Linked DNA regions of Mus musculus: regions 1, 2, 4, 5 and 6 are each linked to region 3. A link is a contact called in public HiChIP or PLAC-seq, Micro-C and promoter capture Hi-C data. All regions are on one chromosome and are shown on one strand. The core of a region is the stretch at or near the end of the contact, and the rest is flanking DNA. Distances in the headings are between cores, read along the strand shown. Region 1 holds the start of Lrp1 (low density lipoprotein receptor-related protein 1). Region 2 holds the start of Smarcc2 (SWI/SNF related, matrix associated, actin dependent regulator of chromatin, subfamily c, member 2). Region 3 holds the start of Baz2a (bromodomain adjacent to zinc finger domain, 2A). Region 4 holds the start of Rdh1 (retinol dehydrogenase 1 (all trans)). Region 5 holds the start of Nab2 (Ngfi-A binding protein 2). Region 6 overlaps Lrp1 (low density lipoprotein receptor-related protein 1).

Region 1 (4,462 bases), core at 472-2,971, 470 kb before region 3:
CAGAGGAGGGCTGTAAGATGCTACGAAGCTGTTGTCCTCAGTGAGAGGCAAACCTGACAGGAAGTCACAAAATCTCACCCCTTCTCAAGTTAGGGACCCAGCCCAATTCAACCCCATGACCCCAGCGTGAAGCCTGGGCAAGTCTTGAACTGGGGACTCATGGAAGAGGAAAAACAGCTGACAGAAATAGGGACGAGGGGCATGCAATTCCCCCAAAACAACACAGCAGCCCAAACCTAACTAATATACAAAGTGTATGTATGAAGTGAGACAGGGCTGGGCTTTACACATTTACTAAATGAGCAGGATTGGGGGCATGGTCATAACCCCCATCCCAACCTCCAACTCTCCTTCCAACCCAAACTGTGATCAAGCCTGAAATCGGGGAGACAGAGCTTCCTCTGAACCCCTCCCCAGCGTTCCAGACCATTCTCCAGTCTCTTCCAGAATGATGACATCTGACGTTTTTCCTCTCATCTTAAAGCTCCCAGGAATTAAGAAGGGAAAGCCAGCCATAAGCGTCACCAGACCCCTCCATCCCTCAACCGGGCTCCTGACTGAGGCCCTCAGCGGGGAGCTGCTCACTTCGGAACCCAGGCAGGCAGCCCAGGATTCTGGACCCGGGCCTCCATGCCTGGGATGCAGGGCTCATTCCACACCCAAACAGGGGGCCCTGCCTATCCCCACCCACAGCTTTCTCGGCCTGCCTGCCCTTTGGCCAGCAGGGCACCCCTAGCCGGCTTTGCCTTCCAGCCTTCAGAGTCCACTGCAAAAGGCCCTCCGCCCCCTTTTGCAGCGGTACACAGCAAATCCGGATTCCTTCACAATTCAGATGGGGGTGGGGGGGCGGGAGGGTGGAGGATGTAGGGGAGGCAGAGGCCCTCCCGTACCAGAGATAGGAAGAGAAGGCCTCTTAATCCCAAGATCAGAAAAAGGGGGAGCCCTCTTTTCCTACCCAGGCCTCTGGTCTTTGTCTGAGCTGGGGGGCCCTGGAAGCATCATTTGTCCCAGGCTCCCATCCCCCAAATCAGACCCCATCCCCGCCCCCAGTCAGGCCTCTGCTGTGTCAGCTGGACTGGGATAACAAAAGGCACCCCCTCCCGCGTCTCCCTTCCCCATCCAGACGCAGGAGTGGGGGTTGGGGAGGGGGAGCCCCCAGGGGTCCATGGGGGCCGCCGGAATCTCACTCACCATCCATAGTGGCCCCGGAGACCAGAGCTGAAAGCAGCGGCAGCAGCAGCAGCAACGGCGGGGTCAGCATGGTGTGGGCCGATGCAAACAGCAGCCCCCACCCTCTGGTCCTGTTACTTCTTGTCCTCGCCCCCCCCAATTGGGGGGTCCCCCTTTATCTTCCTCTCCCCGACTCTTCTATTCTTATCCTTTCCTTAAGCAAAGCGAACCAGGGGCATAGGTGAAATGGTACAGTTCCGAGCCCCCTGGGAAGGGCCTGCTGACGCGGGTGCGCCCCCTGCCCCCAAATTCGAACCCTTCACCCCTGCTTTACTCCTCGCTCCTCTCCCCCTCCCAGGGCGAAGCTCACAGCCCCATCTCGGAGCCGCCTCTGGCTGCAAAAATGCACAATTGGGAGGAGGCGGGGTGGGGGGTGGGGGGCGTGGACCCGATGGGGGTGCCTTGGTAGGGGCCTGATGGAGCACTAGGGGCTCCCCCGTTTCCGCCTCCTCAGTGCACTGGCCTGGAGCTCGCACCGCTGCTCCCCTGACTGAAGTGCCGCGGGGGGGGGGGGTGGGGGGGAGGAGGGAGGGGGGTGTTCAGAGGGGAGAGGGAGGGGACAGGGAGAGGAGGGAAGGAGGGAAGGGGCGGGGAAAGAAAAAAAGAGGTGGGGGGGGGGGGAGAAAGAGCTACGCGGCAATCCTGACAGTGCGCATGCGCTGATTTGGCGCGCTGCCCTGGGGAGGGGGAGTCGGAGGCGCTACAAGCTTTGGAGTTCTGGGAAGCGGTCCGAGAGTGGGAGTCCCCGGGCACCCTGTCCTCTAACTGCGTCTACCTCATCCCAGCGCTCCCTAGAGCCGGTAGAGCCAAGGGTGGGAATGGGGTAAGGGGCAAGGAGAGCTGCGCTCTAGTGCCTCTTTAAAACTCTATGTCACACCCCAGGATTTCAGATCCCCTCAGTGGGGTCCCGAGCCGCTGTCTAGGCGGAGGCCTGATTTCCTTGGGGAAACCCAGACAGTGCCTCCCTAGCCTAGGGTGGGGGCAGGGGTGGCCGGTCCGCCGGGAAGGTGCGGGAAAGGCTGAGCTTTGATTTGGAGACTTTGTAAGAACCGGTCTGGGATTGGGGCCTGCGTCCTCAGGAGGCGGAGTGAAGGAGTGGCCACATGGACCCGCCCCCACCTCGCTCCAGGGCTCAGAGTAAACAGGGACACCCGCGGGGACACGCTGCAGCTTGTCGGCCCGCCTTGGGCTCAGGGATGGAGCCCACCTTAGTACCCGCCCAGCCCTGCTCGCCTGGCACGGGGCGCAGGAGAGGCAGGCTCTGGTTTGGAGAGAGGTGACTCACCAGAGGGTGGGGTTGGGGTAGAGCCATCCCCTTTCGCCCTGAGAGGTCAGGCTCGATTTTTTTTTTGTTTGTTTGTTTTGTTTTTGATACCTTCTGACTGGCCTCCCACCAAGTCAGGGTTTCAGATGCCAAACTACAGGGAGTTGGAATGAAGGACTCCAGAGCTCCGCTACCAGACACCAGTCCTAGGGGGCTGTGTGCTGAGTGCCGGACCTTTGTCCCCAGTCTCAGTCGGTTTGGGAACGGTACTCTGGAGTCCAGAAAGCATCGGGCGGTTCCTAGGGCCGGCGAACGTGCTTCCGGCCACTGCCCTCTTGTGGGCGACGTTTGAAGACTGTAACCCTTAGTGTCTGACTTTCTCTGTGACCTGAAGTGAAAGTTCTGGAAAGCTCAGCAGGCGACATCCCTGGCTAGAGATGAACTTTAAAGACCAGGGACCAGTACACTAACTCCACAGGAGTGACCCCCACACACACTCCAGCCTGTCACTGGCAGAAAATAGACTTGTCCATTAATGACTGAGAGCCTTTCTTCAATGAGAGCTTATGCGGCTCACGGACAGGCTAACTGTATAGTCTCCCAGGCTGGACTCTCAGGATCCATCTTTCCTCCGTCCAGTTTCCAGCCTGTGCTCAAGTAGAGGCCTGATGTCTTTCTTCCTTTTGAAATATACTGAAGGTTTCCTCCTCCTCCTCTTCCTTCTCCTCCTCCTCTTCTTCTTCCTCTTCTTCCTCCTCCTCCTGTTCCTCCTCCTCCTGTTCCTCCTCCTCCTCCTTTTTTTTTTTTTTTTTTTTTTTCTAGCACAGGGTTTCTCTCAGCAGGGGTGGTCTGTTATTCTTTTATCCAGCTTCCATGGCCTAATACAGTGCCAGGCCCAGGCATGGAGTCACTAAATATTTTTAGTGGATGCTCACAGGCTTCTGCTAGGTCTCCACCCAATATTGTGGTCCAAGCAAAATCTGGTTGAAACTGACCTCAGGCAACGTTGACAGGGAAAAAAAAAAAGATATCAATAGCTACCATGCAGCTTGTAGCCTGAGAAGGCTAAGAGCCTGCCGCTTGGCTTACACAGATGAATCTTCTTCCTGACCTTCTCACCTCGCGTCTCTTCCATGGACCTGTCCTGGGTATTTCCGATAACACTCATCCTTTTATTCTTTGTCTCAGTGGCTACCCTTCAAAACAACAACCACATTAAAAAAGAAAAGAAAAGAGAAATGAAGAAAAGAAAAAGGAAGAAAGAAAAAAGAAAGAAAGAAAAGAAAAGAGACGTGGGGCTGGAGAGATGGCTCAGAGCTCTTGCTGTTCTTACTAAGGTCCTAAGTGTCCAGCACACACATTGGGTTGGCTCATAACTGTTTGTAACTCCAGCTCCAAAGGGTCTGATGCCTTCTTGTGGCCTCCATGGGGACCTGCACACAGGTGCACACTTCTACACACAGATATGAATAAAAAAAATTTTTTTAAAGACTATTTTATTTGGGGGCTGGAGAGATGGCTCAGCGGTTAAGAGCACTGCACTGACAGCTCTTCCAGAGGTACTGAGTTCAATTCCCAGCAACCACATGGTGGCTGGAGACCATCTGTAATGGGATCCGATGCCCTCTTCTGGTATGCAGGTAGATGAGCAGACAGAACACTCAGGTTAAATAGATAGATAGATAGATAGATATTTATACAATGTTCTGCCTGTATATATGCCTACAAGCCAGAAGAGGGCACCAGACTACATTACAGATAGTTATAAGACACCATGTGGTTGCTGGGAATTGAACTCAGGACCTCTGGGCGAGCAGCAAATGCCCTTAACTTCTGAGCCATCTCTCCAGCCTCTAAAAAAAATTTTTAAAAGATTTTTGTTTTTATTGTTTTTAACTATATTCATGTGTGAGTATGTAGAGACCTAAGGCATCAGGTCCCCTGCTTGAGCTGACGCCACCACCACCT
Region 2 (4,658 bases), core at 2,009-4,508, 370 kb after region 3:
GCTCCTGCTGCGGCTTCCCAAGACCTGGGGTTGTAGACATGGGACATTGCATCCAGCCAGAGGAGACTGTGCAACGTTTACAGGGAGCAGAGGAGGTAAGGATGAGAGAGGCTCTGTCAGCCTCGGAGGAACAGCCCAGATAAGGTCAGATAACCACAAGATGGAATGTTGTGAAAACTGGCTGAGAGAAGACTCAGGTGGTCCACATACACAGCCTTTGTAGGGCTTAGGGTTTGTGGTTGTATGGCTGCCTCAGTACATCCAAACATATATGAATTCATGTAATCCTCACAGGTAGCCCTGGCCGTTTGAAAACACTTTAAGTAGAGAGGCTGGTATTGAAATCCCAGAGATTCACCTGCCTCCATCTCCTGAGTGTGGCATTAAAGACAGGTACCACCTGACCCAGCCTACTGCAGCTTTTCAGATAAAGGCTCTCTCTGCCTGGGCGTGGTGGTGCACACCTTTAATACGAGCACTCGGGAGGCAGGGGATTTCTGAGTTTGAGGCCAGCCTGGTCTCCAAAGTGAGTTCCAGGACAGTGAGGGCTATACAGAGAAACCCTGTCTCAAAAACAAAAACAAAAAAACCAAACCAAAACAAAAAGGCTCTCTCTGACAAGTGGTAGGTCCACTACACACTCATCCCTTTTAAATCATGGTATGTTTTAAAACATATTTAGAAGGCAGAATAGATAGAACTTTTTTTTTTTTAATGGAGGAAGAGATTCCTTGCAAAGTGGGTGTGGTGGCCCATCCATATAATCTCAGCACTTGGGGACAGAGGCAGAGGGATTGCCACGAGCTGAGCAGGCCACCCTGGGCTACAGTGAAACTGTCTCAGAAAGGAGATGTGATGGTTTGTGTATACTCTGCCCAGGAAGTGGCAGGATTAGAAGGTGTGGCCCTGTTGGAGGAAGTATGTCACTGTGGGTGTGGGCTTTAAGACCCTCATCCTAGCTGCTTGGAAGCCAGTATTCTGCTAGCAGTCCTCAGATGAAGATGTAGAACTCTCAGCTCCTTCTGCACCATGCCTGCCCAGATGCTGCCATGTTCCCACCTTGATGATAATGGACTGAACCTCTGAACCTGTAAGCCAGCCCCAATGAAATGTCGTCCATAGAAGAGTTGCCTTGGTCACAGTGGATGTTCACAGCAGTGAAACCCTAACTAAGACAGCAGACAAACAAGAGGACTCCTTGCAGGAAACTCACTGAATGGTCATGGAAGGGTGACAGGTTCCAGCTGGCGTGACAGTGATCAAGCACCTTAAAGAGGAATAGCTTGGGGAATGCAGAGGATTCCTTAGTGATGGTGGCTGCACAGAGGGTAGGAAGGACTCTCAAGAAGCCATAAGCAGTCATATGAAGGTGGGAAATAAGGTAAAAATAAACCAAAACCAAAACCAAAACCAGAGCCGGGTGGTGGTGGTGCATGCCTTTAATCCCAGCACTTGGGAGGCAGAGGCCGGCGGATTTCTGAGTTCGAGGCCAGCCTGGTCTCCAAAGTGAGTTCCAGGACGGCCAGAGCTATACAGAGAAACCCTGTCTCAAAAAACAAAACAAAACAAAAAACCAACCAACCAAAACAAAAAACAAAACCCAAAAACAAACCAAAAACCAAAACCAGGAGCTCCATGAATTCTCAGAGATCCTTTCCTGGAGAAGGTTTTGCTATGCAAGAAATGAAATATAAAAAGAACTGGGTAACATGAGAGGGTTAGAGCCTGAGAAAGGAATTCCCTTGCTTGGTTAATATACACAGATTTTAACCAGCCTCTGGTGCCCAACAAATCCTCAACGTAGGCCTCCTCCTAGTCCCGTGATACCTGAGGTTATCTCAGGAAAACTCAAATGAGGGCTAGGGAATGTAGCGAAACAGAATGCTTACCTATCGAACAAATTGAACCCCTGGATTCAGTTCCGAGCCGCAAAGGATCCTGGCATGCTCAGGCACACCTGTAACTCCTAGTACTTGAGAGGTAGAGGCAGGAGGATCAGAAATTTAAAGTCATTCTTGGCTGCAAGGCAAGTTCAAGGGCAGCCTGTGCACATGAGTCCCTGTCTAAATTAAAAAGAAAAATCCAAATGAGAAACGCTTGTTTCTGTGTCTCCAGTCACCAGACTTCAAGGCTCCACTTTTGGTCACAAACTCCAAAGATGCCCTGTTTAGAAATCTTAGGTTTGACTAGCTTTCCCAAACAAAACGACTACTCTTCATTGTTATGAAATGTTACAGAATTCTCAAAAATATCTCAAAGTGCCTGGTATCCTAACAGCGAATACAGCGATGCCCAATTTGGTTTGTATGTCACCCTGGTCTAACCTAAAGGAGTAGTGCTGCCTTTTCACTTTCAACCACTCAACTACTGGTTAATAGGAGGGGGGAAAAAAAATACGAAAAACTGCCGTCACGAACAGGATTCGAACCTGTGCGGGGAAACCCCATTGGATTTCGAGTCCAACGCCTTAACCACTCGGCCACCGTGACTCCCAAAACTATGGTTGGCCGCGCGCTTACAGAAAGGGTCCGCACGGGTGACTGGGTGCGAGCGGACCGGTGCAGGGTCGCGGCCCGAGGCTCGTACCCAGAGCCGCTCCCTCCCTCGCACCTTCGCGCCACAATGCTTGAACCTGGGTCGAAGAATCGGGGCTCGCCAGCCGACTCCTAAAGCGGAGGCGACTGGCGAGACCCGAAGATCAGAGGGAGGAGACCCCTCACCTGACCCCCCCGGGTAGCACCAGGGGTGCTGGGTGCACCGGGACGAGGAGCGTCAGGGACACTCGTGGGTTGAAACAGGAATGGTTGGAAGGAACTTATTGGAGCGAAAGAGTTCCACGGGAACGTACGTGCCGGGGGCCACTCGGGGTTACGGGGCGGAGCTGCAGACCCGGGGCTCCCGGCTTCCCCGTGGAGTGGAACAGTAAGCCCCACTGCCGCTGCGAGACCAAGTCGGGGAGGGCTCCGCTGTCCTACAGCCGCGTCCTGCGAGACCCGGGGAAGCAGCCGGGCTGCCGCTGCGGGGAAGTCCGCCGAGCGCGCTCGGGCTCGCCCGCCTCCCACCGCCGCTGCTGCCGGGGTGTCCGCCGAGCGCGCTCGGGCTCGCCCGCCACCGCTACGCAGGGCCGCCGGCAGGGGGCGCTCCGCCGGCCGGGGCCCAGGCGGCGGGAGGCGGCGGTCGTGGCGGCGGGAGGCGGCGGGAGGCGGGCGGAGGAGGAGGCGGGAGCTGAGCTGAGCGGGGCGGGCGGCGGCGGGGCCCGAGCCCGAGAAGATGGCGGTGCGGAAGAAGGACGGCGGCCCCAACGTGAAGTACTACGAGGCCGCGGACACCGTGACCCAGTTCGACAACGTGCGGCTCTGGCTCGGCAAGAACTACAAGAAGGTACGCGGGCAGCGCCGCGCGGGGACAAAGGGCCCCTGGCCGCCGCTCCCGGGGCCGGCCCACCCTGCGGCGGCCGCCGCGCCCCTCCCCGAGGCCTCCCCGCGCCTCCCGCCCGCCCGCCCGCGCCCCTCCCCCACCCCTCCCCCACCGTGCCCTCTGCCCCGGTGCAGCGCAGCGGCGTTGGCGGGGGCGGCGGCGGCTCCGGGCGGCGGCCCGGGCCCGGCAGCCCTCGCCCTCCAGGCTGACCGGTGCCGCCGCGCGCCTCCTCCCCTCCGGTGTGCGAGCCGCGGGGCCCCCGCCGGAGCCCCGCGCCGAGCCAGACGCCAGAGCGGCCCAGGCCTCCCCGGTGGTGCTTTGTGTACGTCCTGAGACAGATGGCAGAGCAGGAGGGTAGACGGGCGCGGAGCAGGCCGTTGAAAAGCGTCTCTACCTGGGGAAATCACCTGTCTCCCAGGGTTACCCTAGTCTCCTTCTAAAGGGCTGCAAACCTCTCAGGGGACAGGACATGGCAGTCTAGGGCAGCAGCCCCTCCAACCCTCCTTTCATAATGAAGTCCTCTGCAAGCCAGCCAGCCTGGCATTGCTTTGGGTTTGAGGTCCAGAGGCTCGGATAAGCTTCATATCGCTAGTCCCCACCCCCACCCTGTAACTGGAAATAAGGATGGGGAACAAAAGGGTTCAAGAAGCCCTATCTATCTTTTTTTTTTTTTTTAACCAATTTTTATTCTTGTGTCTTCATGGTGTCTGGGCTTTTTTTCGTTTTTCTTTTTTGTCTTCGATATGGGCTGCTTCCTCACCAACCCCGGCTAAGGGTTCTTTTCCCTTGCTTTGTTTTACAGCCCCCAACTCTTGCTACTCCAGCCTTGCAGCCAGCCTGTCAGAGTACAGTGGACAGCTTCAGAAAGCTCCACTAATTCTGGTTTGAGTTTAGCCCTGAAACCATTTGGGGTCTCTCTGTTGGGTGTCAGACTCTTGACAAACAGCTGTTGGGTCTGTGACTTGTGTGCACCCTCAGCGTGAGGCTCTGGTTCCCAGTTTTCTGCCTTTGACCTTTTAAAGGGAGATCGGTCTAGGGTCTTGGTGTGAAGCCCCGAAGGCTTTGACAGCTGTGACCTGCTTCAGCTTTCAAGTGCTTAACTCTTTGTCATTTACTTCTCCCTTCACGGATCTCTTTATACCTCCCACCGAGAGGTGCTGACTCTAATTAGGGTAGAGGAAATAAGGGTCAAAAGGTAAAGAGAAAGTAGCTTCCTGGCTCAGTGAACAGAACAGAAAGGT
Region 3 (4,855 bases), core at 1,342-3,841:
AGGCCACACAAGAGCCTTGATTGAAGATGTGATGTTCTCTCTGAAGAGTATTTAAAGTTTTCAATAAAGTATATACCCCTCATTTATGTCTGTTTATGTTGCTTCTGAAACAGCTTATAATTGAGCTCACAGTGGTGGGCCACATTTAGGAAATTGTTAGAAACAGGATTATTATTAAAAAGATCAATTTATTAATGAGATTCTATGGGCCTTGTGTTTCATAATAGGCTCAGCTTTGGTTTTTGCTCCAACTATCACTAAAGTGTTTTTCCCCTGGAGAAAATAGATAAACTTATTCAAGACAGGGATTGCGTTTTTAGGAAATGCTGACTATCTGTCACAATTGAGGGTCTTGTCTAGGTACTCATTCAGAAAATTCTTAATATATTGCCAGAAATTTGAACAAGCCTAGCTGTGCATGTTTGTGCTTGAGTCTTCAGGGCAAAAAAAAAAAATGGTCTCTTAAGATCCCTTATGAAAAAGTTTTAAGGCTTCGGTGATGTTACAAAGAGTAATCTTGATACTGTTGCCACTGGGACTTTTGAAAAGCAGTACTTCCTCTTCATAAAAATGGGTACCTTAGCACACACTATGCTAGGATGTATTTTGTGCCTTACAACGTGTTTGAGCCCAGCCAGTGGCCTCTTGTGGAAGCATTTGACACTACAAGACCTGCAATCTCACCATTTTGAAATCTATTTAAGGCTATTTGCAAGGAGGTATTTCTATAGTCTAATGACTATTTACAAACCAGCTGGAGTTGGCCTGGGGAGGAGCCTACATCTATAAGTTTCACCTTGTAAGGTTGTCCACTTGGGGTAGAGCTCTGGACAGCTCAACTCCCAATTCTGAGCTCTGTGACCTAAAGGGCTCTGGGAAAGGTTCCTGGGGTGGAGTAGAGGCTTGAGCTTCCATCTGTCTATGACGTCCTTGGCTCCAGTCCCTCCTGTGTCAAGATTAGGACAGAAGGTGGCGCCCCTGAGTTGCCTGTTCTTGGTAGTTTGCTCTTGGAGCTTGGGTTGGGGGAAATGCTGTTACCGGGTGGGGACAGCTCCAGATCCTGACTCGAGTCGGCAAAAAGCTGATAAAGACCTAAGAGTACACAGGTCACCTCTTTCTGCTTTGTCACCCAAGTACAGACTTGGAAACTGATATTTTAAAGGTCATTTCCATCCCGGTGTTCGTGTTCTCTAAGGTTTGTAGAGAACCTTTCTCTCTCGCTAGCTGTAACTCTTTGTTTCCTTCATCCTTTACTGTCCCCTTCAACCACAGTCCTAAAGTATTAATATAGTTCTAACCTTCCTCCATATTTCTCCGGTCGGCCCTGTCCTCGCCTCCTCCCTCTCTCCACCCAATGAAAGCCCCGCCCTTCCCTCCTCCCTCCCACCCCAGTCTGTCATACAGGGACATCACCCTACAGCAGTTCAGGCTGTGTCGTTCGCAGGAAGCATACATTGGCTTTTTTGGGGTTTGCGAGTTCCCAGCCCATAGTTGGACAGGATCCAACAGTAGCCTTCAATTGAAGCAAGACCCAAGGACAGTGAGAATCTGGGTCCTAATCCTGAGTCCTGCCAGCCTGACATGGGTAAGTATGATAGCTGCCCCTGGGAAAGGCCTGAGGGATGCCCAGCTCCCTCTCTGGCTGACTCAGCAGGGGTGGGGCCTAACCTTTGCTCTTTTGGGGGAGTGAAGGAAGAGAAACGGACTGTGGGGGGGACACGGGGCTTAGCTGGTGAGCTGCTGAGCATTGGCAAGCTCCAGCTCTAAGGAAGAGCCTGGGGTTGTATCTTAGGTTAGGGCTTCCTTCCTCACCCTAGAACCCCCCGCTCCAATTTAAGTGCAGAGATTCAAGTAGTATTTTACTGTATTCATTACTAGTTCAGTCTTGGTCTTGTAAGAGATGCTTCCCCTCCCCCTAGTTTCTCTCGGTGTTTCTTCCTCCCCCCTTTAACCCACCACCGGGTCGGGGCTGCACTGAGCAGCTGCTTCCTGTTGCCCCAGAGGTTGCTGCAAGGGTGGTGGTGGTGGCTGGGGCCAAACCGAGCAATGAATAAAGTCGATTCTTAGCCCTGCATCAGCCTCACGACCCTGTTACGGATGGCCTCCACCATTGACAGGACAGAGAGCGTTTTGCCTCTGTGGTTTCCTGATTCCAGATTTGTACAGCTGTAGTACGGATAGGGCCGGGAGAAGCCTGTTTACCTAGCAGGGCGCTGTGCGTGACCCCGACATGCTCTCGGCCTTGAGTTCCCTCTCCTGCTCTCCTAGGCCTCCTTGAATCTTTGTGGCTCCCACTGTCTCTCCAGCCTCCTTTGTGAATAAGTCTTAGCTGGGCGCCCCGTGCCGGCAAAAAGAGCTCTTCAAGTACTCCAGTTCAGACCCACCGCTGTCCCCAACTACGCCGCAGAAGTTTCTGTCTTTTCCTGCATCTGGGATCCTTCCTGGTTCTGGCCCCTAGGAGACGCCACCCGCCGTCCCCTCCCCCAGCGGAGCCTTCGCGACAGCCGTCCCTGAGCGCTCGTCCTCACCCGGGTGGCTCCTGCCCCTTTAAGCGCCGCCCCCCCCCCCTCCGCCGCCGGCCTCGGGCTGGGGGAGGAGGCGCCGCCGCCCGGCTCGGCCACCTGCGCCGCCGCCGCCGCCCGGCCCGGCCCTGCTTCAGGTGAGGCCCGGCATCCGCCTCCAGGCCCGGGGTCCAGGGCAGGGCGTCCCCGCAGCCGCTTCCTCCCCTGGGATCCAAGCTCTGACCTTCCCTGCGCCCGCTGCCCTTGCTCTCTCCCCCGCCCTGCCTCCTCGCCCGTTCCTCCCCTGTCCTCTGCGCCCGGGATCCGGAGGCTTCTCACGCCTCTCCGCCATCCTCTCCCGGGAACCCCTCCTATTCCGGCCCTGGATCTCCCCTCCCCCGCGCCTCCCTCGCCAGAAAGCTCTCCCGCGGTCTGGGTTTCGCCTCCTCTTCTCTGGAACTAGCGCTTTCCCACGCCATCCTAACCCCGGAGGGGGGGGGAGATAACCGCCACCCCAACCCCTCTCCTGGTAGTGCGGGGGGCGGGGGGTACGACGCACGTTACGGGCGCTGTCCGCCCTGCTCCGCTCACCCTTCAAGTTCAGCTAAGTCTCACCTAAAGCTTTTCTTGCCGAGTTTGGGGTCGGACCCGAGCACCGCCCCCTGATCTCGGTGGGAAGGGCGCTCGGCCCCGCTGGAGCTGGCCCCTCCCCCTAGTCCGGGCGCCGGGGGCAGCGGCGCTGCGGGAACCTTGTGATACTCCGCTTCAGCGGCTGTTGCGGCAGAACAAGACTGGGGCTAAGTCTCTAAGGGATTGGGGGTGCTGGGTAAGGCAAAGGAAGCCCAACCTTCTCTATTTCAGGTTACTCCAGAAAACAAAACAAACAAAAACCCCGAGATGTCACTGTCTTATATGCCTATCATATGCCCAGCTGTCCGTTGGGGAATTTGGAGACTAAATCCGAGGGGCGCAGACCCACTTGGAGAAGGGGAGGGGTTACAATCTTTTTGGCATATTATGAGAGAACCTAACCTTACCAAAATACGGTGAGATTGTCTCCTCCGAACCTGAGTGCCGAAAAGGAACCAATGGGAATTGCTACAGGGCCAAGAGCTGTGGCTAAGGCAAGATCGGTTCAGTCATGGAGTGGGAGGTCTTTATAATTACCCTACCTTCAATAGGAAATACTCTTTCCATCCAGCTGAGCCCCGAGCTCCTTCTCTAGTGCCCCTGCCTCCAGAATTAGTAGAATGGGTGTCAGGGTTTGTCTTATACTACTCTGAGTCACAACTAAAGGTGCTGGGAAGGGCGCAGTGTGTGTGTCCTGTAGTGCTTAAGGTTGGATGCTTGGAGTGTCTTGAAGAGGAAAGGGAAGGTACAGCTAGGATGCATACCACCATCTCATAGCCCCAGCCATCTGGCTCCAGAGTGGCTGGCACAATGACAGCTGACCCAGAGACAGGGAGGTACAGCAGGAACTTGGAGGGTGAGAAGGCGGTGGCAGGTGTTTATCGCCACTTCACGTCTCATCATCCTCTGGCTTGTTTTGTGGGAGGTTCAGTCTGTTCCCCAGACACTCTTCTCACAGGTTGCTAATAAAATGACCGTTGGCCCCTTTCTCTTTGGAGTAGCTTCTTGAAGGGAGGCTTGTTGGCTAACCAGCCACATTGTTATGGGGATTGACAAATGTTTGGGGACACATGGGATCAAGTCCGCTTTTTTGCGTTCAGATTTGGCATGGGGGTGGGGGGCAGGTCACAAGTGTTGTATGTTAAGGCACCCGGCAAAAAGTAAAAAGCTTTGGGGCGTATTCCCTGCCCACCTTTATCCTTCAGAGAGTAGGGAAGATCGCAGCCTAGGTGGGATAAAGCGATAGGAGCCCTTCTGTACCAGATGAAAAAACGTATTATGCCCTGTTTTTCCTCTTCTAATATCTGGTGGTCTTCTATCTTACCTCTTTCTTTACTGGCTCAGGGCAGGGTTTGGGCCTAAAAGTAGCCGAGGTTACTAGGCCTGGGGCTCGGAAGGGGTGGGAACAGTGGGGCACAGGAGTAACCGGCTCTTCCGGAGCCAGCGGTGGGTGTGTGTGGGTGTGTGGTGATGAAGCGAAGGGGCGTGGTCACGGACGTCTGACTGGCGCAGGCTCCTCCTCTGCGTGCCCTGTCTCAAACTGGTTAGCCCCGGGTGGGAAGTAGGAAGAGTCATCTGCCCTGGAAAAAGGAGAGGACAGAAAGATACCAGCTTTCCTCTAAATCTGTCTCTTCCCTCTCCTGCCCTTAGGTGCCAGTTCCAACCTAAGCTTTTTTTTTTTTTCTTGGTGGTGGTGGGGTTACACATTTTTGTTTGTTTGTTTT
Region 4 (4,341 bases), core at 142-2,641, 330 kb before region 3:
AGGCAGACAGGCCAAGGAGGACTCCAACTGTGTTTTAGCTCTTTCTGTGATAACATGACCAAATGCCTTGCAGAAGCGCCTTAGGGAGGAAGATATATCTTGGCTCACAGTTGCAGGGTACTCAGTCGGCTGGTGTGGGAAGCCGAGGCAGAGCCACTGTTCTTGGTCATTTACAGGAAGTAGAGGGACCGGAATCGAGGGTAGGGGCTATAACCTACAAATGCCCACCACAACTAGTGACCATTTTTCCTTTGCCAGTCTCATCCCCTAAAGATTCCTCAGCTTCTTCAGCCTGCACCAGTGGCCGAGAGACCAGTATTTAAAACAAGAGCTGGGATGGAGACATTCCAAATTCAGGCAGGTCCCTGGTACAGCAACCTATGGCAAAGCTCAACATAGTGCTCGAGGGGTTTGTTAACTTACATTTCCCCGGGAAACTATGCAGGAAAAACTGGCTCATGTTAATCAGAAGCAATCATGGTTCTTAGAGCTCAATATGACTCAGTCATGTCAAGCTAAACCCATACAGTTGGGGAGGGGCTTATACACACCATTCTCTCCTCTGCCAGTAGTTCTGGGGGTTTCCATTCATGGGCACTCCCAGACCCCCTCCCCTTCCTTTCCTGTTTTATATCCTGTGTAGTTCTTTGCCAACTTGACACAAGCTAGAGTTGTCTGGGCAGAGGAACCACACCTGAGAAAATGCTAAAGTCAGATCATCTATAGGGCACTTTCTGGAGATGGGAGGGCCCAGCTCACTGCAGGTGGTTCCACCCATGATGGAATATGCAGGCAGGCTAGGTGAGATACGGAAAGCAAGCCAGTCAAAAGAGTTCTTCCACGGCCTCTGCTTCAGGTTCCGTCATGATAGACCATAAACTGAATTAAACAAACACTTTCACTGCAAGTTGCTTTGGTCATAGTGTTTACCATGTCAATGGGAAGCAAACCAGGACAGTTTATCTTTGAGGTCAGATGCCACATTTGTGACCTTCACTCCCCAGTCCCAGACAAGGCAACTGATACCTTCTTGCCCTCTCTTATGGCATTAGTTTCCTGTGCTCCAGCAAGGAATGACAGTGATTTAGTCTGCCCAAGGAAATGAAATGTTGAGAAATGAATTTTGTTGTAAATTTGTCCAGAGTCCAAGGCTACATTTGCAATAGTGTTCTACCTATGCTCAGATGGGGCCATGGGCACACAGAGCCTGAGCCTGGGCCTTGACGGATGTGGGCCATGAGTCATTAGGCTTAGACGATCTCACACACTTAAGAGGGAAGAAATGAGTGGACCAATTAGAGAGGTGTTTTTTAAGTAGGAGGTGCCCAGGGGCATTTGCTTATCAGCACAGAAAATCAGCTTAAGGACTGGAGAAGTGGAGCAGGATTAAAGGAAAGAAAAGCAAGTTCTAGAGAGAGACAATCAGAGAGGAGCAGATCAGAGAGGAGCAACTGTCATACTTGCCAGAAGTCTGTAGGCTATGCTGCCTGCCACAGTTTTTTGCATTCCTATTACTCTCTGAAAACGGGGCAGGCTCATTTTGTCCTGAAAGCAGCTGTGTAAACCATGTGGCTCTACCTGGTTGCACTGGTGGGCCTGTGGACGCTCCTGCGCTTCTTTAGGGAGAGGCAGGTGGTGAGCCATCTCCAAGACAAGTATGTCTTCATCACGGGCTGTGACTCTGGCTTTGGGAACCTGCTGGCCAGACAGCTGGACAGGAGAGGCATGAGGGTATTGGCTGCATGTCTGACGGAGAAGGGAGCCGAGGAGCTGAGGAACAAGACATCTGACAGGCTGGAGACAGTGATCCTGGATGTCACCAAGACAGAGAGTATTGTGGCAGCCACTCAGTGGGTGAAGGAGCGTGTTGGGAACAGAGGTACCACTGAGATTCCTGTCTGTGTTGCTGGTTTGTCTCCCTGTTTGAAGGGGGCCTCCCCTTTATACTCCCTGGCCAGATCCCTAATGGGGCTTGGGGGCCCTGAAGTAACCCAGTACATCACCTGAGTACTCTCTCTCTTCCCTCTCCAGCCCCTACCTTCTGTCTCCCAAGTGCTCTGGTCTTGGTAAGAAGGTGCCCTGGTGAGGACTTACCCCTTCACATTCCTGTCTCTGCTCTGTCATCTTTTCTATGCAGAAAATCTAGATTGCTGGATGCCGCCTGTCACGTTAGAGCAGGGTACCTTTTGGAGCAGAGGATGGGACTTGGCCCTGGGCTGTGTGTGCAGGACATCTGGAGCCATGCTGGGGTGGATCACTTGAGTCAACAGCATACCTGCTCTTACCTTTCAGCTGTGTCCTCTGTGAAGGGAGACATGATCGTTCCGTGTACAGAGCAGGCCAGAGCAGCTTAAGGACTGACTTGGGGGACTAAATACTAGGAACGGGGTTGCTCTTCTTTGAATATTCTAGTAGTTAGGAAAAAACAAAAAACAAAACGGAGTGGTTTAAAGGAACCTAAGAATAAATAGAAAACATAGTCATTGTTCAAAACACTAGAGAACAGAAGAAATGTTAACTTGTGATCCACAACCTTGTGATCCACCCACCCAGTGGGTAAAAACTAGTAACACTTTGACCTGTATGTGTTAAAGTGAATACATTGTTTTCTCTTTAAAAAGGTGAGGACTTTTTAACCACTTCAATAACGTTTCTTTGAATGACAATATCTAATGAACTAGAAAATCCTAACCTTTAACAATACCCCACTGTTTTAACTTTTGAGTCAGAAACTCCCATTGTTTAGTACATTTATGTTTATGTTTGCTTCTTTTTTTTTTTTTTTTTGTCTCTGTAAGACAGGGTTTCTCTGTGTAGCCCAGGCTGTCCTGGAACTCACTATGTAGACCAGGCTGGCCAAGGTCTACCTGCCTCTGCCTGTGGAATGCAGGGACTAAAAGTAGTGCGCCACTGCTGCTGGGCTTGAGACAGGATCTCTATACAGAGCTGGCCTTGAACTCATGATCTTTCTGTCTCAGCCTCCTTTGCATGGGGATTGCAGGTATGTGTTGCCACCCCCAACTTGTTTCCTACATTTATGGTCATAAGTAGTATTCTTGTAAGCAGTTTTAGTAAACGTGTTTTAGGATTCTAAGAGTAAAGCGTCTTGGTTAAACAGTTTACATCTCTCTCTAGAAGGGCAAGGTATGATTTTTGGACTGATAGGGCACGCGGTTTTTGGACCAATTTTTCTTTTGGTTCTCTTTCTTTCTTCCTTCCTTTCTTTCTTTCTTTCTTTCTTTCTTTCTTTCTTTCTTTCTTTCTTTCTTTCTTTCTTCCTTCCTTCCTTCCTTCCTTCCTTCCTTCCTTCCTTCCTCTCTCTCTCTCTCTTTCTTTTTTTTAAAGATTTTTATTTATATGAGCACACTGTAGCTATCTTCAGACACCCCAGAAGAGGGCATCGGATCTCATTACAGATGGTTGTGAGCCACTGTGTGGTTGTTGCTGGGAACTGAACTCAGGACCTCTGGAAGAGCCCACAGTGCTCTTAAATGCCAAGCCATCTCTCCAGCCTGGACCAATTTTTCAAAGTTAGCAAGCACCACAGTTGCCTTATGTCGCTTAGTTGACCCTGCACGGTGGGTAAAAGTGAAGAGATGCTGTTGAGGGCCACAGCACTTACCAGGTGGCTGCTGGGGATTTGTAGTTTAGTGACTAGACAGACACTCGTCTGTGTCCTGTGGGAGAATGGAGAGAGAGAGAGAGAGAGAGAGAGAGAGAGAGAGAGAGAGAGAGAGAGAGAGAGAGAGAGAGATATGTTTTCTGAGGCAGAGGGTGGGGCTGTGCTGTAGCGTTGCCTGCTCCTTCAGGTTAGCCTTGTATTTTGTAAGCACCTCACAGAAGTTTCTCAGTATCGATGCTGGATGTGTCAAGGTGTGTGGGCCTGAAGACACACCCTCAGGTGGGGGTGCTGTCTACTTTGGTCTTATGCCATTTTTGTTTATTTGGTTGTTTAGAAAAGATCTACCTCCTGGGATTCACAGATTTATGGAGGCCATTGGGCCAGTAGGCTCCTGTCTAGATCTCCCCCGCCACCCCCCAGTTCTAGGATTACAAGCAAGCCACCGTTCTCAGCTTTTAAGGTGGCTTGTGGGCAATAGCTCAGGTCCTTATGCTTGGGAGGCGAGCACTGTGCAGACTGAGGTACAAATCCAGATCTTTACTCTTAGAGGCAGCGGTGTGTGGAACTGCTCAGAGAGCTCTGGAGATAGATAGGACTGAAAGAGTAAGGCTCTCACTCATCTCATCTCTGCAAGGATGGCACCAATCTGCGAAACAGAGTTCCATGGTTTCCACATTAACAAAGGTGACCGTGTCTTCAACATCTGCTCTTAAATTTAG
Region 5 (4,341 bases), core at 182-2,681, 430 kb before region 3:
TAAGCTATCAGGAAAAACGCTTACCTCGTCTTTTACTTTGATCTTTCTGGTCTGGGCAGCACCATCTTGAGCCCTGAGACTTTTCATAACTTCCCTGAAATGGCTGGACCCACTTCCCTCCCAACTAAGTCCTTACCTCTTCCCCCTAAATACTCAGCAGCCTCAACATTACTTAATGTAACATCCCATATTAAAGTTAACTTAGAATACTAAGAGCTATTGCTGGCAGCTGTACTCCTTGGCCAGGTAGCTGAGAGGGAGGGGTGTGGCCTCTTCCTTGGCATTTAGGGAACCTGGTAGACCCTTGCTCCTGTTCTTCGCTTCCAAGGATTAAAGCACCCTTCCTAGACTCTGTCCCAACTTTCCAAAGGCTGCCCAGTTCCCTTCAGTTACCCCCTCTCCTTTGATTGATCCTTCCTACTATTCAGCAGGCCCCTCTCTTCTGGGAAAGGGGGAGGGAAGCCTTGATTGTTCTGCTCTGGGGCCCTTCTTCCCACACACTCCCACAGTAGCAGCGTCTGTGGGCGAAAACCGCCTGGGGGCTCCCGCCTACTCTCCTCTCGCTTGTTTTCCACCCTTATCTTCGACAAGGGAGTGCGGGAGAGGTTGAAGGTCTCTTGAGGAAGGGGCTGCACCCCTCCTCACCCTGTGAATGGTCATTTCACGGACAAGGGAGGCCTGAAGCACACCCCCTTCAGGCCCGCAGATGCTTAACTCAAAGGAACCACCTTCTCCCGGATGCCTGCTAATGACACACTGAGACAGCTAAGAGCCGCCACCCCTCACACTGTTGACAGATCAAGCTCTGGAGCTTCCCCTGGCTGGGGGGACATTCTTTGCAGGGGGCTCATGTGCCAGGTTATGCCCACTGAGTAAACCTGGAGTGGAAAACGAGGCAGTACTCTATCGTATCCAGGTTCATCGGGTCTTTGTTTGCTTCCAGGATCCCCTATTTCGAATACTCACCCCCTTTTCCATCAGTCTCCACCTCCCACCTCCGTCCCGCTTCCCCACGTCCTCTTTTCGACCTCCACCCTTTAGACCCCATTCCGGAGTCCAACTCCACCCATCTCCACTCCCTGCCACCTCCTTTTGCCCACTAACTTGAATCTGGGTTGCGGGGTCCGGCGTGTGTTATCCCCTCTGCCAGGTGGCTGTTCCGCTGTGGGAGAGGGAGCTCTGTGCATGGACGGCCAGAGATCACCAGTGCCTCCCCTCTCGGTGCCCGGCGCCTGCTGCGCGCTGCTCTTTGCCTGGCGCGCGCGGCCCGGGTCCACCGCTGTCCAGGCTCCGTCCCTCCCTCCACGTCTTCTCTCTCGGAGCCTCCGCGCCTCTGTCTGTGCCTCTGCCCCCACCTCCCCGGCTGCGCTTGCCGCCTCTCCGCGCCTCCTCCCCCGCAGGACGCACAGGGAGCGAGGCCCGGCGCTGCGCTGGCTGCCGGGCTGGCGGGAGGAGGGCGTGGGCAGAACCGGGGGCTGGGACCGGAGGCGGTGGGTGGGAGCCCAGGCCTGAGCCTTGGAGAGGCTGCTGTGGAGACTGAGAGGAGGAGACTTGGGGGAAGGGGGGGGGGGGGAGGTGTGGAGGCGGAGCGGGGACTCAGGAATCGGGCGCTGAGTTGGGGACCGAGGTGACCGAGGCCGAGCTGTGGAAGGGGGAGCTTGGGGACCCAACGGGCGGGGCAGGTCGCTCCTTGCCGCCCACGCCGGATGCACAGCCGGCCCTCTCTGCGCCCACGTACCCACGTGAGCGCCCCGCCGGCTACATTCCTACTCCCTGCACCACTCCTACTCCTGTGAGCCGAGAGCGCAGTTTCACAACCACGCACAAGTATACAAAGACACGCGCACGTACGTGCACACGCGTCCAAACAACGACGCGGACGCCCGTTGGCCGCACTCTGGCCGCGCCGAGCCGTTAGTTTGAATGTTAGAAGTGATGGGGGAAAAGTTAGCGAAGGGTCGGGGTGTGCTGTTCCTCCTGCTCGGCTCCCCTAGGATGTATCCTTAGGGTAAACCTGTTAGCGCGGGGCTGCGCAGGAATCCCTTCGGTATCTTAACACCGTTCTCTGGCCTAAAGGTTGTAATATGAAGAGGCGGCTCTCAAACCTTGGTCGTAAGTTATACTAGAATCTACTATTTACTTGAGCGTTGGTTAGGCACGTCGGGGTTGCTAGGTAGAGCCCGGATGGGTTTACCATGTTTTCGTGGCACCCTCTTTTCTGATGGCCAGGCCTTACTGCTTGGACGACTAGATAGCAAAGCCAGGAAAAGGCAGGTACCTTCTCTGAGGTCATGAGTTATTGAACCTCTCTGGACAGTGAAGTGGAAGCTGAGCAAAAGGCTAAGAGTAGTCTACGTGACTGTCCACCGTGGAGGACCGCCTTCAAGGAGCCCAACCCCCTCGGTTTCTTCTAGTCCCATCTGGTTCCCATTACACGCCCACGGCTAGGAGGGTTGGGGGGGGGGTATTGGGCACGCGGGGGTTGTGTAGGCCTTTGGGGAAAGGGAGGGTGGGGGTGGAAAGCGTGGCCGACTGGCCAGAGGAAACGTCCCTCTAGTTTGAAACCTCGGCTCCGCCCCTCTGCTCAGCACTTGTGAGTGGCTTGCCCCAGCAGGGCGTGGGTGGTGTGGGTCGGGGCGGGTTCTACATTCCAGATTCATTCCAGACTGACGAGGAGGGGGATCTCTTGGTTTCCCGAAGAGGGATGGGTACTTTAGGAGGAACGATTTCAATAGCTCAGGTTTTTGTCTTCCAAACATACTAGGGATTGTAGGAAGGTGCAGGGTCCTTCTCCCGACCCTTTGCTACTAAGGAGGGCGCGACTAGACGGCCTTTCCTTCAATGTGTGCGGCGCCCCTCCCCCACTCCCCCGTCCGGTTATTTTGGAGTCTGGGCTGCCAGCCGCTGGCCCCGGGTTTCCTCGTGCCCCCGCCCTCCCCCCTGCCCACGCTCCCCGTGACGCACATCCTTCGCCCACACTGCCTTTGCTCCGGGCGCCCCCCTCCCTCCCACAGGTCCCTTTAGGGTGGCGCTAAGTCCTGGGGTCTGGAGAGAGGGAGGGCAGCTAGTGCCGCGGTAGGGGGTGGGGAAGCTTGGGGCGTGAAGCCGGGGAGCCGGAACTTACTGTGTGCCTGGTCCTGGTCCAGGAAAGAAGACGATGGAGAGACGCCGAATCTGAGGCCTTGGCTCCCGTGTTTGGGACCAGGAGGGAAGGAGAGAAGATAGATTTCGCTGAGACACTTGCCCGGGTCCCTTTGTGGGTCAGAATGGGTCCCGATGAGAACCTGAGTGTGAGAGTGAAACTACGGAGTATCATTTGTAGCTTTGTTCCTCAAGACTTGCCATGAGATTTAAGTAGAGCGCCTGTGTGGAAATTGTTAATTGTAGCTAGTCAGATCGAAGACTATTGACAGCATTTTGAGTTTATGTGTTTGTTTCTTTATATCTACTGTGTATCTGTGTCTGTGGATTGTATCCGAGTCCTTGTGTGTGTATTTTAAAATACATACATTAGGGGAAAAAAAATACAAAAAAGCAGCATTGACTTGTCAGGCCCCAGCAGAGGCCCAGAGCGCCCCCGCAGCCCGCAGCCAGAGCAGCTGAGAAGTCTGTTCTTCGCTTTCCTCCCACGGCTACCACCCCCACACACCCGCCTACTCTCTTCCGTTGAGAACAAGGAATTTCCAGCCTTTGGCAAAGGGTGTGTGTGTGTGTGTGTGTGTGTGTGTGTGTGTGTGTGTGTGTGTGTTTTCGCACAGACAGGTGTGTGTTGGGGGTTGACAAAAGGGGAGTGGGAACATTTTTTTTTTAATTTCATTTTCTGTCAGGCTCCATTTTTCCCAGTGCCCGAATTTACCTTCCTCTCCTGCTCTCCCCCTTGCGCCCCCCCCTAACCTCAAAGGTAGAACACAGCCAAGTGATGTCATTTAACCAAAGTTTAAGATTCCCTTTATTGTCCACGTCTGTTCTAGGAAGGGAAACGGTATCTCCAGTTGTAGTTAAGGAAAAGGGTGGCGGAGACTGAAGAGAGGGGAGAAAGTGGGTGGGCGAGGAGCGAGCATACTGCCTGCCAGGACTGTCTTCCCAGGCACGTGGAGAATTTCATCTAGCAGATTGCTCTGCTCACTCCCCACCCCCCACGCTGTCAAAAAGAGACTCACTCAGCAAGGCTTGGCTGGACCTCACCTTTCTCAGACTGTGTTCCCTTCTGGACCCCCACCCCCACCTCCCTGTCAGAATTAATTCCTCCTACTCTTTATGGGTGATGCTGTTTTCTATGTCTTTTAAATAACACTTTTTAATGTATATGTGTTCTTGGGTGTGTGTGCAGGACTGCGGGTG
Region 6 (4,850 bases), core at 1,207-3,706, 510 kb before region 3:
ATGCATCGGCCACTGGCACAGGAGAACTGGTTGGGTGGACAGGTGCGGGCTAGGGGGGAGGGGCAGGTGCAGAAGTTCATCATCTAGCCCCTCTCCTCTCCCATCGTCCTCTGCACCACCCCCCACCCCCCATTCTGTTTGAGATGTTATTCTCTAGTGTCCCGAATCACACTGGTGCCGCCTGACCCCATATCCCAAGGGATCTTTGGGGTTTTTGGGAAAAGGCTCCATCCGTGGTTTTTCCTCATCTCCATCTAAAGTTAATCTGTTCCCCTGTACACCCAGTCCTGTTGGTCTGTCCATCCTGGCAGGGAATGGAAGACCCCCATCTCCTGCCCAGGGTCCCTTTCCCTTTGCTCTGGGTTCATGGGCTCTTCTGTCTTCCCAGGCCTGGCTCCTGGACTACCGTGCCCGAGTCCACACCTGAGCACGTGGCATTGGATTCGTCCTCGCTGTTGCCACAATCATTATCCCCATCACAGAGCCAGCGGTTGGGGATACACCGGTTGTTCTCACACTTGAATCGGTCCGAGGGACAGGTGTGTTGATCTGGGGTTTGGGGGAGAGGTCAGGGGTCAGTGAGAACCGACTCTCTGTTCTCACGGACACATATGCAGAGTCCCACTGCCCTGTGCAGGCGCACATCCAGTGTCCCACTACTGGGCAGTGGCACACATCCAGGGTCCCACTGCCCGGCCACCCAGGATGGGAACAGTGACTCACGGCACAGTGCTGGGGCCTCATCGCTGTTGTCCAGACAGTCGTTGTCTCCGTCACACTTCCAGCGCTCCTGGATGCAGCGGTTGTTGGCACAGGCAAACTCGCCCGGCTGGCACTGGGGTGGGGGCACGTAGGATGGGTTCGCTGTGGGCACCACAGGAGTGTGAGGGGTAAGGTCAGACCCAGGCCACGGGACAGGCGCTAAAACCCCTGTACTTCTCTTCTGATTTACTGTTTTCTCCGTGAGCAGATTATTCGGTTCAATACGGTAAGGGGGACTACACCCTGCCCTGGCAATGTCTGTATCTCCCTGTGGTCTGAGAGTAAAATAGTTCTACAGGTCACAGAGATGTGCTTGGTCCACTGCTGACTCTGAACGGCCCCTAGGTGTCATCTCAGGAGCCCCCAAGATCCTGTCCTGGACTTGGTCTTTCACAAAGCCATTGACTCCACCTGGTAAGTAAACACAGATCCCCAGATCTCTGCATGCTCCACTCTTCCCATCCCCAGCTGCAGTGGTACCTCTCCATCACTGTCTGCCTTAGCATCTAAGCAGACCTTTGGTGTAGTCACCTGAGCTTTGCATTCGCTTTTCTCACCCAGTTTCTAAAACCTCTGCAGGGTCCCATGGGTCACCAACGCTCTCTCCTCTACTCCGTGGACCACAGGGCCTTGAAGGTGGTATGTGTGCTCCTTGTTCCGCACAGCCGCTTCTTAGCTGTTTTTCCCTTCCTTTCTAGAAACCAGTGCTGACCTGCTCAGGCTGCTTCATCAAGACTAAGGATGCTCTGCTCCTGGTCCACTGCCACCTTCTCTACAACCAGTCCTGGCTCTGTTTGTTTGTTAATTTTTTTTTTTTTTTTTTGTATTTTGAGACAGGGTTTCTCTGTATAGCCCTGGCTGTCCTGGAACTCACTTTGTAGACCAGGCTGGCCTTGAACTCAGAAATTCACCTGCCTCTGCCTCCCAAGTGCTGGAATTAAAGGCGTGTGCCGCCACACCCAGCTGTTTATTTTTATGTATATGAATATACATAGCTGTCTTCAGACACACCAGAAGAGGGCATCAGATCCCATTAAGGATGGTTATGAGCCACCATGTGGTTGCTGGGAATTGAACTCAGGATCACTGGGAGAGCAGTCAGTGCTCTTATCTACCGAGCCATCTCTCCAGCCCCTTGCCTCTATTCTTAATGATGTCAGTGTTCACAAAGACAGTTCCAGTGCCCTGGCCTTTCACACCCTCTGCTTCTCCCAGCCCTCTGTCTTGTTCTCAACAGGACATTGATCTCTACTGAGCCTTTTTTTTTTTTTTCTTTTTTCTCCCTTTTGTATTTCTGTTTTGAGAGCAGATTTCATTATATAGCCCTGACTGGCTTGGAACTCTCTGTGTAGACCAGGTTGGCCTGGAACTCACAAAGATCCACGCACCTCTTCCTATTGAATGCTGAGATTAAAGGTGTAGGCCACCACATCCAGCTACTGATACAGTTCACTCCCAGAACTGTGATAAAAAAGTTTATTCCAGCTATGAGAAAGTGTAAGTATGTGATCAATACAAAAGGGTTAATAAATAAATGGGGTCAGACTTTCATATCGGGATGCCTGTGTTAACTTGGACCTCAGTTTCAACCCTTGTAAATAAAAAAATGCTGTCCCCACAGAGACGTGTTAGAGGACAAGTAAGCTACTACATGGGAAATTCTTAAAACCACACATAATGTATGCTTAGTGAATGTTGGCTGTGGTTATAAAAAAAAAAACCCAAAAACCAACACACATCAGCAGAGAAATGGCTGAGTCAACAATGGAACATTTACTAAACGGTACAGTTTGGCCACTAAAATCGCTGCTTAGCAACGGAAGCAGGGGCCAGAAGAACATGCATGCAGCAATGCCCTTTTATGTAGACATAAATGCACACAGACATATTGGGGAGGAGTCCCCCCTAAAATGGCATCAGGGCCTGGTAGGATGTTTTTCTGCACAGCACATTTATTCATTGTTACAATGAATTGTTACATTGTTACAATGAGTACCTACTTTTTTTTTTTTTTTTTTTTTTTTTTGATTTTTCAAGACAGGGTTTTTCTGTGTAGCCCTGGCTGTCCTGGAACTCACTCTGTAGACCAGGCTGCCCTCGAACTCAGAAATCCGCCTGCCTCTGCCTCCCGAGTGCTGGGATTAAAGGCGTGTGCCACCACGCCCGGCGAGTACCTACTTTTATTTTAACCTTAATTGTGTGTATGGTGCTGGGAATTTGACCTAAGGCCTTACCTGAAGGCCAGCATCCCTAGAACCCTTCTTATGTTTAGGAGATCAAGGCTATTTAAATCATGATCTTAGGGCCTGGAGAGATGGAGAGGCAGTTAGGCACACTGGCTGCATTTCCAGAGGACCCAGATTCCATCCCCAGAACCCACATGGTGGCTCACCACCCTCTGTAACTTTAGTTCCATGGAATCTGGCACCCCCTTTTGCCCACCCACTATGGGCACTGCATACACATGGAACACAGACATACCCGCAGGCAAAATACCCACCAAAAAGTAAAAACTAATCAATAAAATCATGAATGTAAGGAACTGAAGGTGTAGCACGTTGGTGGAGTGATTATCTAGTGTATATGAGGCACTGGGTTGATCCTCAGTACAATAAATAAATAGTAAGGATAAAACAGAGAATACTGTGGCGGGTAAGAGCCGAAAGAGGCAGGAGATTCATGTACACACTGGATGAGGGCTGTGTATAAAACAGAACTACCCACCTAGGGAAGAAAGTACCTCGTGTGACTTACCACATCATATTCATGTTCACTGGTTGGATCAGGGTTTTTATTTCTCCTTATTTCCTTTTTAAATTTTTGGTTTTGAGCTAGAATATCCATGCTGGACTGGAACTTATAATCCCCCTGCTTCAGCCTCCACAGTGCAGGGACTCTAGGCATGTATACCTTACCCGGCTAATTTACAGAATTTTTCCAGTTTTACTTTTGATTTTTTTTTTTTTTTTTTTTTTGACAGGGTCTTATTCTGCAGCTCGGGTTGACCTGGAATTCTCCAGGCAGACCATTCTGGCCTTACGTTCACTGACATCCACCTGCCTCTGCCTCCTGAGTGCTGCTGTTAAGGAGTAGTTCCAGCCTATAGTGTTCTGAAATACTGTTATTTTACTGTAATGATAGCCAAAGCTAAAATGAGTTAAGAATAGTTCCTTTCTTACTCGCTGTCTCGTTCCTCATTCACTTGCCCCATCTTCGTGCCCTCAGAACTACCCCACCCCCAATCCTCCTTTAGCCCCAGAGCCTTCTCTGAACCCTATCCCTTGCTTCCTGTCAGCATCTCAGGGCCCCCTCTTTGCTTCCTTAATCTCTACTGGAAACACAGAGAACTCCCCTGCCCTCTGCCATTCTTCTGCTGGAGCTACCTTCCCACCCTTGTGCAAGCCAGGCCCCTCATACCCAAGCAGGTGACACCATCTGTGTCCAACACCTGGTCCTCGGCACAGGCACACTGGCGGCTCCCGGGGGTGGCGAGGCACAGGCTGCTGCAGCCTCCGTTATTTACCCGGCATTTGTTGGTACCCACTGCAGGAGAGGGCAGGAAAAGGATGGGGAGGCAGGGTCAGGAAAGGAAAAATACACAAAGTGAGGAGACCAAAGAGGAAGTCGGGAAAGGAAGGTTGCGTTGAAAGAGAGGGAATGGAAGTGAATGGGGAACAGAGGCTTCTGGGAAGTCTTTGACATTAAAGCCAGGGGTCCCACCCTACCCACCCGCCATCCCCAGCCCATAAAGGAGCACCTTGCTGCTGCTGCGCGTCGTACATTCGGATCTCAAAGATAGGCGGTCTCTCGCTGCGCAGAAGGGTCACAGTGGGCGGTGCGCCTGCCACGCCCCGTTCCAAGCGGTAGACGCTGCCGCTCCGGTACTCGGTCCAAAAGAGGTAGTTGCCATGGTGACACAGGCCGAAGGCATGATTCAGTTCAGGACCCTCATATACAATCTAGGAATGGAGGTGATGTTTCTGAGGAGAGGAGGGCAAATAGAGATTCCCAAGGGACAACTAGGGGCCCTGGTGGTGCTGGCTCCATCAGGTGACTCAGAAAGGACACTGTCCATACGGACCTCTCAT

The links. Promoter capture Hi-C pulls out the DNA fragments that hold promoters and counts their contacts. Hi-C and Micro-C count contacts between places; a contact is called where the count stands out from the background. HiChIP or PLAC-seq counts read pairs in DNA pulled down with a chosen protein or histone mark.
Region 1: a contact with region 3 is called in a promoter capture Hi-C map of stem cell-derived epiblast-like cells, with 4 times the contacts expected there. The contact joins the promoter of Lrp1 here to the promoter of Baz2a in region 3. A contact is called at or near these places in 6 of 39 promoter capture datasets (the 3T3-L1 cell line, 3T3-L1-derived adipocytes, embryonic stem cells and 3 more), 1 of 484 Hi-C or Micro-C datasets (embryonic stem cells), 13 of 115 datasets of contacts at active chromatin or transcription factors (astrocytes, bone marrow-derived macrophages, embryonic forebrain and 10 more) and 2 of 9 other capture datasets (adipose tissue and liver).
Region 2: a contact with region 3 is called in a Micro-C map of embryonic stem cells, with 3 times the contacts expected there. The contact joins the promoter of Smarcc2 here to the promoter of Baz2a in region 3. A contact is called at or near these places in 14 of 39 promoter capture datasets (the 3T3-L1 cell line, the C10 cell line, the HPC-7 cell line and 9 more), 2 of 15 datasets of contacts at CTCF or cohesin (the NIH/3T3 cell line and embryonic stem cells), 24 of 484 Hi-C or Micro-C datasets (the C2C12 cell line, CD4 T cells, the HL-1 cell line and 14 more), 20 of 115 datasets of contacts at active chromatin or transcription factors (the SCID.adh cell line, T-cell acute lymphoblastic leukemia, acute myeloid leukemia and 13 more) and 3 of 9 other capture datasets (adipose tissue, liver and pancreatic islet).
Region 4: a contact with region 3 is called in a promoter capture Hi-C map of liver, with 2.9 times the contacts expected there. The contact joins the promoter of Rdh1 here to the promoter of Baz2a in region 3. A contact is called at or near these places in 12 of 39 promoter capture datasets (the 3T3-L1 cell line, 3T3-L1-derived adipocytes, the C10 cell line and 8 more), 1 of 484 Hi-C or Micro-C datasets (embryonic stem cells), 4 of 115 datasets of contacts at active chromatin or transcription factors (embryonic stem cells and microglia) and 3 of 9 other capture datasets (adipose tissue, liver and pancreatic islet).
Region 5: a contact with region 3 is called in a promoter capture Hi-C map of liver, with 2.7 times the contacts expected there. The contact joins the promoter of Nab2 here to the promoter of Baz2a in region 3. A contact is called at or near these places in 23 of 39 promoter capture datasets (the 3T3-L1 cell line, 3T3-L1-derived adipocytes, the C10 cell line and 16 more), 2 of 15 datasets of contacts at CTCF or cohesin (the NIH/3T3 cell line and embryonic stem cells), 26 of 484 Hi-C or Micro-C datasets (the Ba/F3 cell line, CD4 T cells, CD8 T cells and 18 more), 29 of 115 datasets of contacts at active chromatin or transcription factors (the 230-238 cell line, the SCID.adh cell line, SST interneurons and 21 more) and 5 of 9 other capture datasets (adipose tissue, embryonic stem cells, liver and 2 more).
Region 6: a FOXA1 HiChIP or PLAC-seq map of pancreatic cancer cells shows a contact between it and region 3. The contact joins the enhancer-like site here to the promoter of Baz2a in region 3. A contact is called at or near these places in 1 of 39 promoter capture datasets (neural stem cells), 7 of 115 datasets of contacts at active chromatin or transcription factors (astrocytes, bone marrow-derived macrophages, embryonic forebrain and 4 more) and 5 of 9 other capture datasets (adipose tissue, bone marrow-derived macrophages, liver and 2 more).

What each region holds. Positions count from the first base shown.
Region 1 is chr10:127,619,427-127,623,888 of GRCm38.p6, forward strand. Lrp1 (low density lipoprotein receptor-related protein 1) reads right to left here and starts at 1,722. Exons shown (of 89, transcript NM_008512.2): 1 at 1,192-1,722. The coding sequence starts at 1,261.
Region 2 is chr10:128,456,057-128,460,714 of GRCm38.p6, forward strand. Smarcc2 (SWI/SNF related, matrix associated, actin dependent regulator of chromatin, subfamily c, member 2) reads left to right here and starts at 3,259. Exons shown (of 29, transcript NM_001372395.1): 1 at 3,259-3,381. The coding sequence starts at 3,271. n-TScga2 (a tRNA gene) reads right to left here and starts at 2,489; the gene lies at 2,408-2,489. Mir8105 (microRNA 8105) reads left to right here and starts at 2,624; the gene lies at 2,624-2,712.
Region 3 is chr10:128,090,192-128,095,046 of GRCm38.p6, forward strand. Baz2a (bromodomain adjacent to zinc finger domain, 2A) reads left to right here and starts at 2,592. Exons shown (of 30, transcript NM_054078.2): 1 at 2,592-2,659. It overlaps Atp5b (ATP synthase, H+ transporting mitochondrial F1 complex, beta subunit), which reads left to right. Exons shown (of 10, transcript NM_016774.3): 10 at 1-197.
Region 4 is chr10:127,758,372-127,762,712 of GRCm38.p6, forward strand. Rdh1 (retinol dehydrogenase 1 (all trans)) reads left to right here and starts at 1,392. Exons shown (of 4, transcript NM_080436.3): 1 at 1,392-1,879. The coding sequence starts at 1,567.
Region 5 is chr10:127,665,272-127,669,612 of GRCm38.p6, forward strand. Nab2 (Ngfi-A binding protein 2) reads right to left here and starts at 1,432. Exons shown (of 7, transcript NM_008668.2): 1 at 1,105-1,432. The coding sequence starts at 1,187. 1700012D01Rik (RIKEN cDNA 1700012D01 gene) reads left to right here and starts at 1,852. Exons shown (of 2, transcript NR_045171.1): 1 at 1,852-2,112; 2 at 3,147-3,580.
Region 6 is chr10:127,583,890-127,588,739 of GRCm38.p6, forward strand. Lrp1 (low density lipoprotein receptor-related protein 1) reads right to left here. Exons shown (of 89, transcript NM_008512.2): 14 at 4,520-4,721; 15 at 4,180-4,305; 16 at 724-864; 17 at 424-549; 18 at 1-49. Among named protein-coding and RNA genes, the nearest start is that of Gm16217, 9.9 kb to the right of the region's middle. Within about 2 kb of position 2,457, at least 26 of the 459 cell types and tissues checked have an H3K27ac peak or open chromatin away from gene starts, as enhancers often do. A contact at or near this core is called in bone marrow-derived macrophages and pancreatic cancer cells, where this site is marked.